Linked DNA regions of Ovis aries: all the other regions are linked to region 1. Evidence: chromatin contacts called from public Hi-C data. All regions are on one chromosome and are shown on one strand. The core of a region is the stretch at or near the end of the contact, and the rest is flanking DNA. Distances in the headings are between cores, read along the strand shown.

The links. Hi-C and Micro-C count contacts between places; a contact is called where the count stands out from the background.
Region 2: a Hi-C map of hypothalamus shows a contact between it and region 1, with 5 times the contacts expected there. The contact joins two enhancer-like sites. A contact is called at or near these places in 3 of 16 Hi-C or Micro-C datasets (hypothalamus and tail adipose tissue).
Region 3: a Hi-C map of omental adipose tissue shows a contact between it and region 1, with 2.8 times the contacts expected there. The contact joins two enhancer-like sites. A contact is called at or near these places in 3 of 16 Hi-C or Micro-C datasets (mixed tissues, omental adipose tissue and tail adipose tissue).

Annotation. Positions count from the first base shown.
Region 1 is chr7:63,789,883-63,792,674 of ARS-UI_Ramb_v3.0, reverse strand. DDHD1 (DDHD domain containing 1) reads left to right here. Exons shown (of 11, transcript XM_060418059.1): 9 at 666-918; 10 at 1,926-2,117. Among named protein-coding and RNA genes, the nearest start is that of DDHD1, 60 kb to the left of the region's middle. Within about 2 kb of position 1,459, at least 11 of the 54 cell types and tissues checked have an H3K27ac peak or open chromatin away from gene starts, as enhancers often do. A contact at or near this core is called in hypothalamus and tail adipose tissue, where this site is marked.
Region 2 is chr7:63,980,636-63,983,427 of ARS-UI_Ramb_v3.0, reverse strand. No RefSeq gene overlaps it. Among named protein-coding and RNA genes, the nearest start is that of TRNAC-ACA, 80 kb to the right of the region's middle. Within about 2 kb of position 1,432, at least 11 of the 54 cell types and tissues checked have an H3K27ac peak or open chromatin away from gene starts, as enhancers often do. A contact at or near this core is called in hypothalamus, where this site is marked.
Region 3 is chr7:63,619,342-63,622,133 of ARS-UI_Ramb_v3.0, reverse strand. No RefSeq gene overlaps it. Among named protein-coding and RNA genes, the nearest start is that of FERMT2, 97 kb to the left of the region's middle. Within about 2 kb of position 1,428, at least 7 of the 54 cell types and tissues checked have an H3K27ac peak or open chromatin away from gene starts, as enhancers often do. A contact at or near this core is called in tail adipose tissue, where this site is marked.

The sequences.
Region 1 (2,792 bases), core at 210-2,709:
TATCATCATCTCATGTACTACATTAATCTGCTTGAAAATAGAGTCAACTGAGAGCTTAGATGTTAAAAATTGAGCTTATTTACTGCGCTCCAAGTTGCTGTTTACTGCTTTAGTTTTGTTTTTGAGACTTAATATTAATCTAATTGCTAGATGTTATATAAAAATGAATATTCCTCTGAAAAACAAGGTCTTCCCTGTAGTTCAAACTTCCCTGTAGCTACAAGGTCTTCCCTTGTAGCTCCTGCCCTCAGGCAGGAGACTGGGACTCAATCCCTGGGAAGATCCTCTGGAGAAGGGAGTGGCAACCCACTCCCAGTATTCTTGCTTGGAGAATCCCATGGAGAGAGGAGACTTGCAGGCTACAGCCCGTGGGGTCGCAAAGAGTCAGACACGACTGAGCAACTAATATTACTGAAAAACTAATTAAAGGGCACTATTAGCCTAGACTTAACTCGAATTTTTTTATAGTCTCATCATTAAGGATATATAATTAGACAAACTACATATTATTAACAGTGAAGAAATTGGAATACGTGTTAGGAATGTCAGGTTTTTAATCATTTCCTAAGGTCCTCTGAGCACACAGTAGAATCAGAATGAACAGTTTACTAAAACCTAAGCATTGTGCCTTAATGTTTTGTTTCTTTGAATTTTTTTCCATCAAGGCTTATAGATTAGAACCGTTAATACTGAAACACTACAGCAACATTTCACCTGTGCAGATCCACTGGTATAATACATCCAATCCTCTACCTTACGAGTATATGAAGCCAAGCTTTCTTCACCCAGCAAAAGATCCTACCTCAATTTCAGAGAATGAAGGCATCTCAACAATACCAAGCCCTGTGACTTCGCCAGTCTTGTCTCGCCGACACTATGGGGAATCTATAACAAATATAGGCAAAGCAAGCATATTAGGTAATTTCTCTTTGGTATTCCTCATCAATGAACTTAAGCAATTTTATATAGTCATTAAATTTTAGGTACCTGGAAATACTCTATATATTACAAAACATCTGAGAGTTAATGTTTAGAGTTAGTTACTCTCACTTCTTATATTTGAAGGCAAAAGCCCTAAATTCTCTAGTTAGATCAGATTCTATAGTTAGAGAATATAAGATAGCTTGATGCACACACACAAAAAAAGGTGGAGACATCAAGTCCCTCATTTTAACCTTGGACCCATCACTTGCTGTGAAATCTAGAGAAGTCACATAGTTTTTAATTTTCATCTCCCTCATTTGTGAAATGAGGGGGTGCTTGAGTACTAAGGGTGTCCTTGCCAATCCGTTCTCTGATCTGTGTCCTAAAAGTCTCTCAAATCATGTTCTTCTTGAGAGCAACAAGTATATTGAATTTCTCTTTGCATGGTCTCCAGTTCCACCCACGGTGTTTGGTGTGGCGCTGGAGCTCAATCGTGTGCCACTTAATTTGTCCTTTGCTTTTGGTTACAAGTTGCCTTAATATAAAATGCCACAAGATGGCACTGTAAACAGGCTCTATCTGCTGGATTCATTGATATTCATCATAGAGATTGTTTATTCACAGCTTTTTATAACAGATCCACTTCACTTCAGGAGTAGGCATACCAATAGTAAATATATGCCCATGTGAATGGCGTGGTTCTTTTTATTAACATTTTTAATGTTATAAAATACTTTAAAAAACAAAGATTACTTGAATAAAATAGAATCTTTTTTTCTTTGTAAGCTGTATTCCTGCAGTTTGTACAACTCTCCTTCTGTTCAACACCATTTTTATTTAGAAACCTACAATATAAATTGCAGTTTTTTTGTGTTCCCACCCTGGAAAAACATGACTAGGGCTTAGTCTCTCTGCCAACTGACTGTAATTACGGGTGGTGCTCTTTAGCCTGGTATGTGGTGTAATTCAGCAGAATGACTGGCCTGTTTTGTGAAATGCAGGGGCTGCAAGCATTGGAAAGGGACTTGGAGGAATGTTGTTCTCAAGATTTGGACGTTCATCTGTATCACAGCCATCTGAGACATCAAGGGACTCCATAGAAGATGAGAAGAAGCCAGTTGCCTCACCACCCATGACCACCGTGGCAACGCAGACCCTCCCACACAGCAGTTCTGGCTTTCTTGACTCTGCATGTTAGTTCATACTCTTCTTTCCAGATTTATACTGTGTCCTTTTTAAAACTGGAGGAAGACAAAGAGCATTAAGATATTAACACTAGCAGTCCACTCTAATCTAAAGTATGCCCTGGCTTTTAAAGAAAAAAATGCTTTTCCTCTACTTACATTTTCAGGAATAATTTGCAGGTAAATGCAGTTTTACTCTCTGCATGGGTGAATTAACTTAAGAACATTAATAAGTGCCTTGTCACACAGAGATCTTACATGTCAAGCATAAAACAAATCTCTTTGTGGTAAGCACTCCCTGATTTTTATAAAGTAGTTTTTTGGTTTTTGTTTTTAAACGTGGTCTTCTCAGGTTTAAAAATTCATTTAGTTGCTGCAGATCTATGCTGTATCTACTCTTGATACCATTTTTAAAATGCTCTGCCAAAACCATCCTGGCACTAATCCCATAGCTCCCTTCATCAACTTAATTATAAAGCCTTCAAAACTTTAATTGTATTGAATTCACTCTATCGCTTCCCATCCTGTCCCTACTACCTTGTGTAAAATAGATACTCAAGAAATGAATGAAAGAATGGATAATTATACTGGACTTAGCAATAGAATGATGCTTTATTTAATTTTTTCCAGTGGATTTATAAGGTCTAAAATCTTAAATAGTTGTGAAACACTAAAACACTTAGT
Region 2 (2,792 bases), core at 183-2,682, 190 kb before region 1:
AAGACATCTCCATCACTCATGTTCTGGCACCTAAGTGATCCTTGGCCTCTCTCTCAGTCTTGCTCTCGTGTGTGTGTGTGTGTGTGTGTGTGTGTGTGTGCGCGTGCGCATGTGTGTGTATCTTTCTTCCTAAAGACTCTCATTCTCCACAGTCTGAGCTTGGGCTTCTCATGACTTGGGCTTTGCAAGGCAGAGTGGCCACTGGAAAGTTGGACTTCTTACATGGAGAATGGCTTCCAGACATAGGAAGCAGAGCTGCAAGGCTGAAGACCAAGCCCAGAACTGGCCCAGCATCACTTCCACTTATTCTATTGGTCAAAACAGTGTCAAGGTCTAACAGATTCAATGGAGTGAAAACAGTGTCTCACCTCTTGAGAGGCAGCAAGTTCACATTGGAAAAAGATCAGTTCAGGGAGAAAACCCCTAAAGATATTATCATCTGGGGACTCTAATGAAGAAGCTCATTCCAGTTATTCAACAGTTCAGGCTACCTCTCTAAAAGCCTCTGTCCCACACACACCGAGCTTACAATCAGCTTTTTTTTTTTTTTTTTTGACAATCAGTGTCACTTGCTTCAATATGAAATAATAACCATGGCTATCATATATTTGAGGAAATCTACTAACATTAAAGAGTGAGATCAAAAAGAAATTAGGACTTTGAGATCATATACATAACCCACGGAGACAAATTTTGAGTCCCTCAAAGGAAAAAAAAAAAAGATGCTGTTTTTTTAAAAGTTCATTTTCTTAAAACTCAAGAAGCTAAAAGTTTAAAAATTAAAATAATGCCATAAGATTATAACAATAACTGTTCAGAAGCAAACATTTTCAGCTCTTTTAGATATTTTTTATGATAGTTACCTCAATATTTCTAACTAATATGATTCTAATATTTCCTGATATTTCTCTTTTAGATATCACTTATTGATCTCCTTATATTAAAAAGTTGACATGAATGGGGGTGAACTCCAGGAGATGGTGAGGGACAGAGAGGCCTGGCATGCCACAGTCCATGGGGTCACACAGAGGCAGACACGGCTTGGTGACTGAACACACGTGTGAAAAGAGGATCTGGATCTTTTATGTTAGACTGGACGTGTGTTATAGGAAACTATATCATCAAATGTAGTAGAGAATGGTTTGCTCACTTAATGCTGTAATATGTTGGTGTAACAGAACTTTTGATCCAGCTTAGAGCATGGATGCTGCTGGGGGAAGTTTAAAAGGCCTGTGCCACCTAGGTTGAAGTTTGTACCCAAGAATTTATGAAGAGATAGAGGGGGTTTTTTGAAAGAGAAAAAAAAATACAGAGATTCCAGTCCCTTTACTCTGAGCTTTAAATTGGTTAAAATCTCTGGGGAACTAGGATGGCTCTTTACTGAAGCTAGAGGGCAGTACAGGACACCAAGCTCCCTGAAAAAACAGTCTATGAGAGCAGGAAATTCAACTGCAAATCAGAGAGCTAAATGGGCTGTCAGAGCTCAACCCTGCTCGCCCAGACATCTAGCCTGGTGGCAGCACCCTTCCATCCGGAATCCTGACCCTCCTCCCCTGAAACAGCTGAGGCTCTTAATAAACTTCCTGAATTTTTCAGGACCTACTCAAGAATTGAGCACCAGTAAATCATACTCTGGACAGCTGAGAAAGACTAGGGCAAGTTGACACTAGTCCTAGATTTGAGGTAAGAGGGAAATACATAGTTGTAAAAGATGGTCAGTATTTCAGAGAAAAAATCCTGCTATTTTCCAAAGGTTCAGTACACATAGCTAAACTTCCCCAGAAACTGTTCTTTTGATCCCAAAACTCTGGTTCAGTTCAGTTCAGTCATTCAGTCATGTCTGACTCTGTAACCCCGTGGACTTCAGAATGCCAAGCTTCCCTATCCATCACCAATTCTCAGAGTTTACTCAGACTCATGTCCGTTGAGTCAGTGATGCCATCCCAAAACTCTAGGGGCAGGATAAATGGTCTCTCTAAGTATTCTGAGGACAGAAAGCAGAGGAATCATTGATACCTTTGACCATGAAACTGCTTTGCTGAAAGTTTTGCCTCCATTTTAGTTTCAAAGGATTTGTTAACAAAAGAAACCATGCCTTACACACATAAACTATTTCAATTTTTATAGGTTGTTGAGGTAACAGTGTGTACCCCACCAAACTGGCCAACCTACATCTAGACTTGAACAGCACAGGGAAGTCCCGAATGACAGCAATCTGGAATTGCAATTGGGAAAGGCTCTCAAGCAATGTGTCCACCCCATGGGTGAGACTTCAGCTTGGACTTTGAGGGGTTCCTGCTTATAATCCCCAGCCACAAACTGATATCAGCATCAGTTTGCACACAAAAATGTTGCTCTGGTTTTACTGAAACGTTTTCACAATGCTGTCTGTTTCACCTTGTGAGTCATGGGATTTCATAAGACCCCAAGGGACTGGCCAGACCTCTAGGAGCTCAAGAATTCCAAGACCCACTCTCTTTCTTATCTTTCTTACCCAAGTGCTGCCTGACTTGCTATACTTACAGGCAGACATGAAATCTGGCCAGTGTCTAGGATGGTCAGAAGCAGGTCAGAAGTCTGCTCTCCTGCTTCTGAAGCCTGAACAAGACTTCCTCCATTATAATTTTCCTAACAGAAACTCGAGGAGAGAATGATGGAAGGAAAAACACAAGATTAGGATGTGGATTAGAGTTCTTTGTCTGCTGCTGCTAAGTCGCTTCAGTCGTGTCTGACTCTATACGACCCCATAGACGGCAGCCCAACAGCAGTAAAAGAGGCTTCTAAGGTGGCTC
Region 3 (2,792 bases), core at 179-2,678, 170 kb after region 1:
AAGAGGATGTTTTTTGCAGTGGGATGATAGCTGCTTTATCTTCTTTCTTATCTTTTTTGTATTTCTAATTTTTAAATTAATTTTTAAAATCAATTTTGTTCTCTCCTACGAATGAGTGTGTTTTTTGTAATAAGGAAATAATCTAGAAAATTTTATTTTTAAGTTGATCTGATTCTTCCATTTGACTCTGGAACATAGAACTAAAAACTCCTAAGTCTCCCTGGATCCAGTTTAACAACAAATTGCTTGGCTGCACTGGGTGAAGATGGTGCATAGTGGGCAGAGGCCTGGAAGCTGTCAGGCCCCTGAAAATCATCGGCCCACCCTCTGATCCTGCTGGCCCAGAAGGGAAGTCCCTGGGCTTTGCAGAGCAATCCAGTGTCTATTACCTGCCAAGCACAAGTCTGAGAAGGGCCTCTTCCCTCTCAGATAAATGGTACCAGAGCCCCTATGCCCCTCGCTGCAGTGGAAAAAACAATTTACCACACAAGACAAAGCTGCTCTCCACCAGCCTCAACCCTCATCCTTGCTGGGATCAAGTTCCTCATTTCCCAACTATGACATTTGTGTCCTTAACCTGCCTTCAGCAAGAATCCCGTCAAGTCGGTTTAGTAAGTCTCCCCACCTTTGAAGTCTCTCTCCTCTCAGTAATTTCCCATCTAGCTCCCTCTGCTCTTTGGCTATAATCCCCAGTTGTCTATTGTATTTGGAGTTGAATTTCGGCTCTCTTCCCTGCTGCAACGCTCCAACTTACAACAGCCCTGGAAAAGCTTTCCTTACTGTTTAGACAAGTGTTATTCTTTCTTTAACACAAGAGTCATTCTTTCTTTAACACAACAGCAAGAATTTTGGAACTTAAAAATATTTTAGCATTTTAAAGGCAATAATCCCATGGAGCGGGGGAGAGTTCAAAGCTACTGGCAAAATAACCAATAATTTACCCAATCATCTAACTGTGTTCTGGTAATTAAAACCCAACCGTGGCTGAGCCCGTAGGTTCATAACTTTCTAAAATCAAGAAAATTAAAAAAAAAAAAAAATTTAATGCTCACATCCGAGGTCTCCCGAGAGAATGGAAAAGAAATTATTCATGGTGATTTAAAAAGCAGTGCCTGGGGCTTAAAATACTGTTGCAGGCCCTCGAATCCCTAGATCCATTTACTATGTCCACCAATCCACCTCTACCCACCTCCAGCACCTACCCTTGCTGCTCCTGTTGTGAACTGAAAATCAGTTACCCCCTTCCCCTCCCACTCTGTTGAATCCTCAGACCCAGCCCTTGGTTCCTCAGGGCCGTGGCACTGGGCAGAGTTGGCAGCCTCGTCTGGGAAACCGGAGGCGGCTGCTGACGCTAGAGGTAACGCGGGATGCTGGTGCAACACAAGCCTGCTGCTCAGCAGAGAAAACGCCCCAGACGTTGGCGTGTGTCTGTCTGCATGACTCACTGGAGGAGCTGTCTCTCTGGGAGGAAGTGGGGAGCCGCCTCTCAGAATTCCATTTAGGTACGTTAAGGGGTGGAATACCACTTGAAGAAGCTGGAAGCCAGAACTTATCCCAGGGCACACGACTGCTTATGCACCGAGCCAAATGGGTACAGACGCATTCCGTTCCAGGGAAGTGTGGGTGGCTCTCACAAACAGAAAATAACTACCTTTGCTTGCATCATACATAACCTTCTGGGTAGCACGCAAGGCAAAATGGCTTAGATATGCGTCTGGAAACCTTTGATTCATCATAGATGCTTTACCCTTAGTATGGGCGGATCTTTCTTAGCCCCAAGGCTATTCTGGTTTCCAGAGCAAGGGGTGTTGGCTAAATTTGATAACTGAGCCATTTGTCTTAATGAACTTGATTACTAACTTCCTGACCTTGGTTATAGGCCCCAAAATTAGTTGGTCTCTGAATGAGAATGGTATTCAGTTTTTTTAAATGGCCATCATTTTACTCATTAAGTTTTATAAACAAAACAAACAAAAAGTTTTCTTTTTCACTAAACTAATATCTACGGTGGGGGCGGATTTCTGGCTGATAATTAGCTGTTAATCACCTAAACGTGTACAACCCTCCCCAGTCTGCGTCATCATCCATCAAATTTTAATGTTTCTCCTGTTTTAAAAAAATCGTTACTTTCATTGGTCACAAGAATATATTTTTAAATAAATTCTCTATTTTAAAAAAATCTAAAAATTCAGAAATTTACTTGTGCTTCCATTCTATTTGCCAATGACATTTTTCTAAAGTATGACAAGAACTAGCTCTATACTCATCTGCAGCAAGAATCATGCCAAGACGGCGAGTCAGCCAAAGTGAGGAAATTACAGGACTTCCATTTTTGGACAAGAAGGTACCGTGACAGCAATTTTAACTACATGACATTGAATAAAAATGTATTTCAAAGCCAAGAGCTCTCCCAGTTATCTACATTACATCATGTGATTCTTTGTTCCCAATTAACTGTTTAATGTTGTCTGTCTTTCTATATCTAATGGGTTTTTCCCCATCAAATAATATTTTCAGATGAATAGTAATTTAATCAAATGTTCCCCTCTGTTTAAAAAAAAAAAAGAAAGAAAGAAAAAAGCTGGAGCTTGTTATGGGCTAAATCTAGCTTAATTGTATTAGTTTTTTTTTAAGTAAAATATATTAAATAAAGCTGAAGAGAACATATTTTGGAAAAGCCTATTCCCAGAGACTTCAATGTCTTCTCATTAATTTTTTTTTTTAACTCAGGCCCTTAGTTTTCTCTTATGAGTTAATTAACTGAAAACCAGATCTAGTTCTAATTCCCAAAC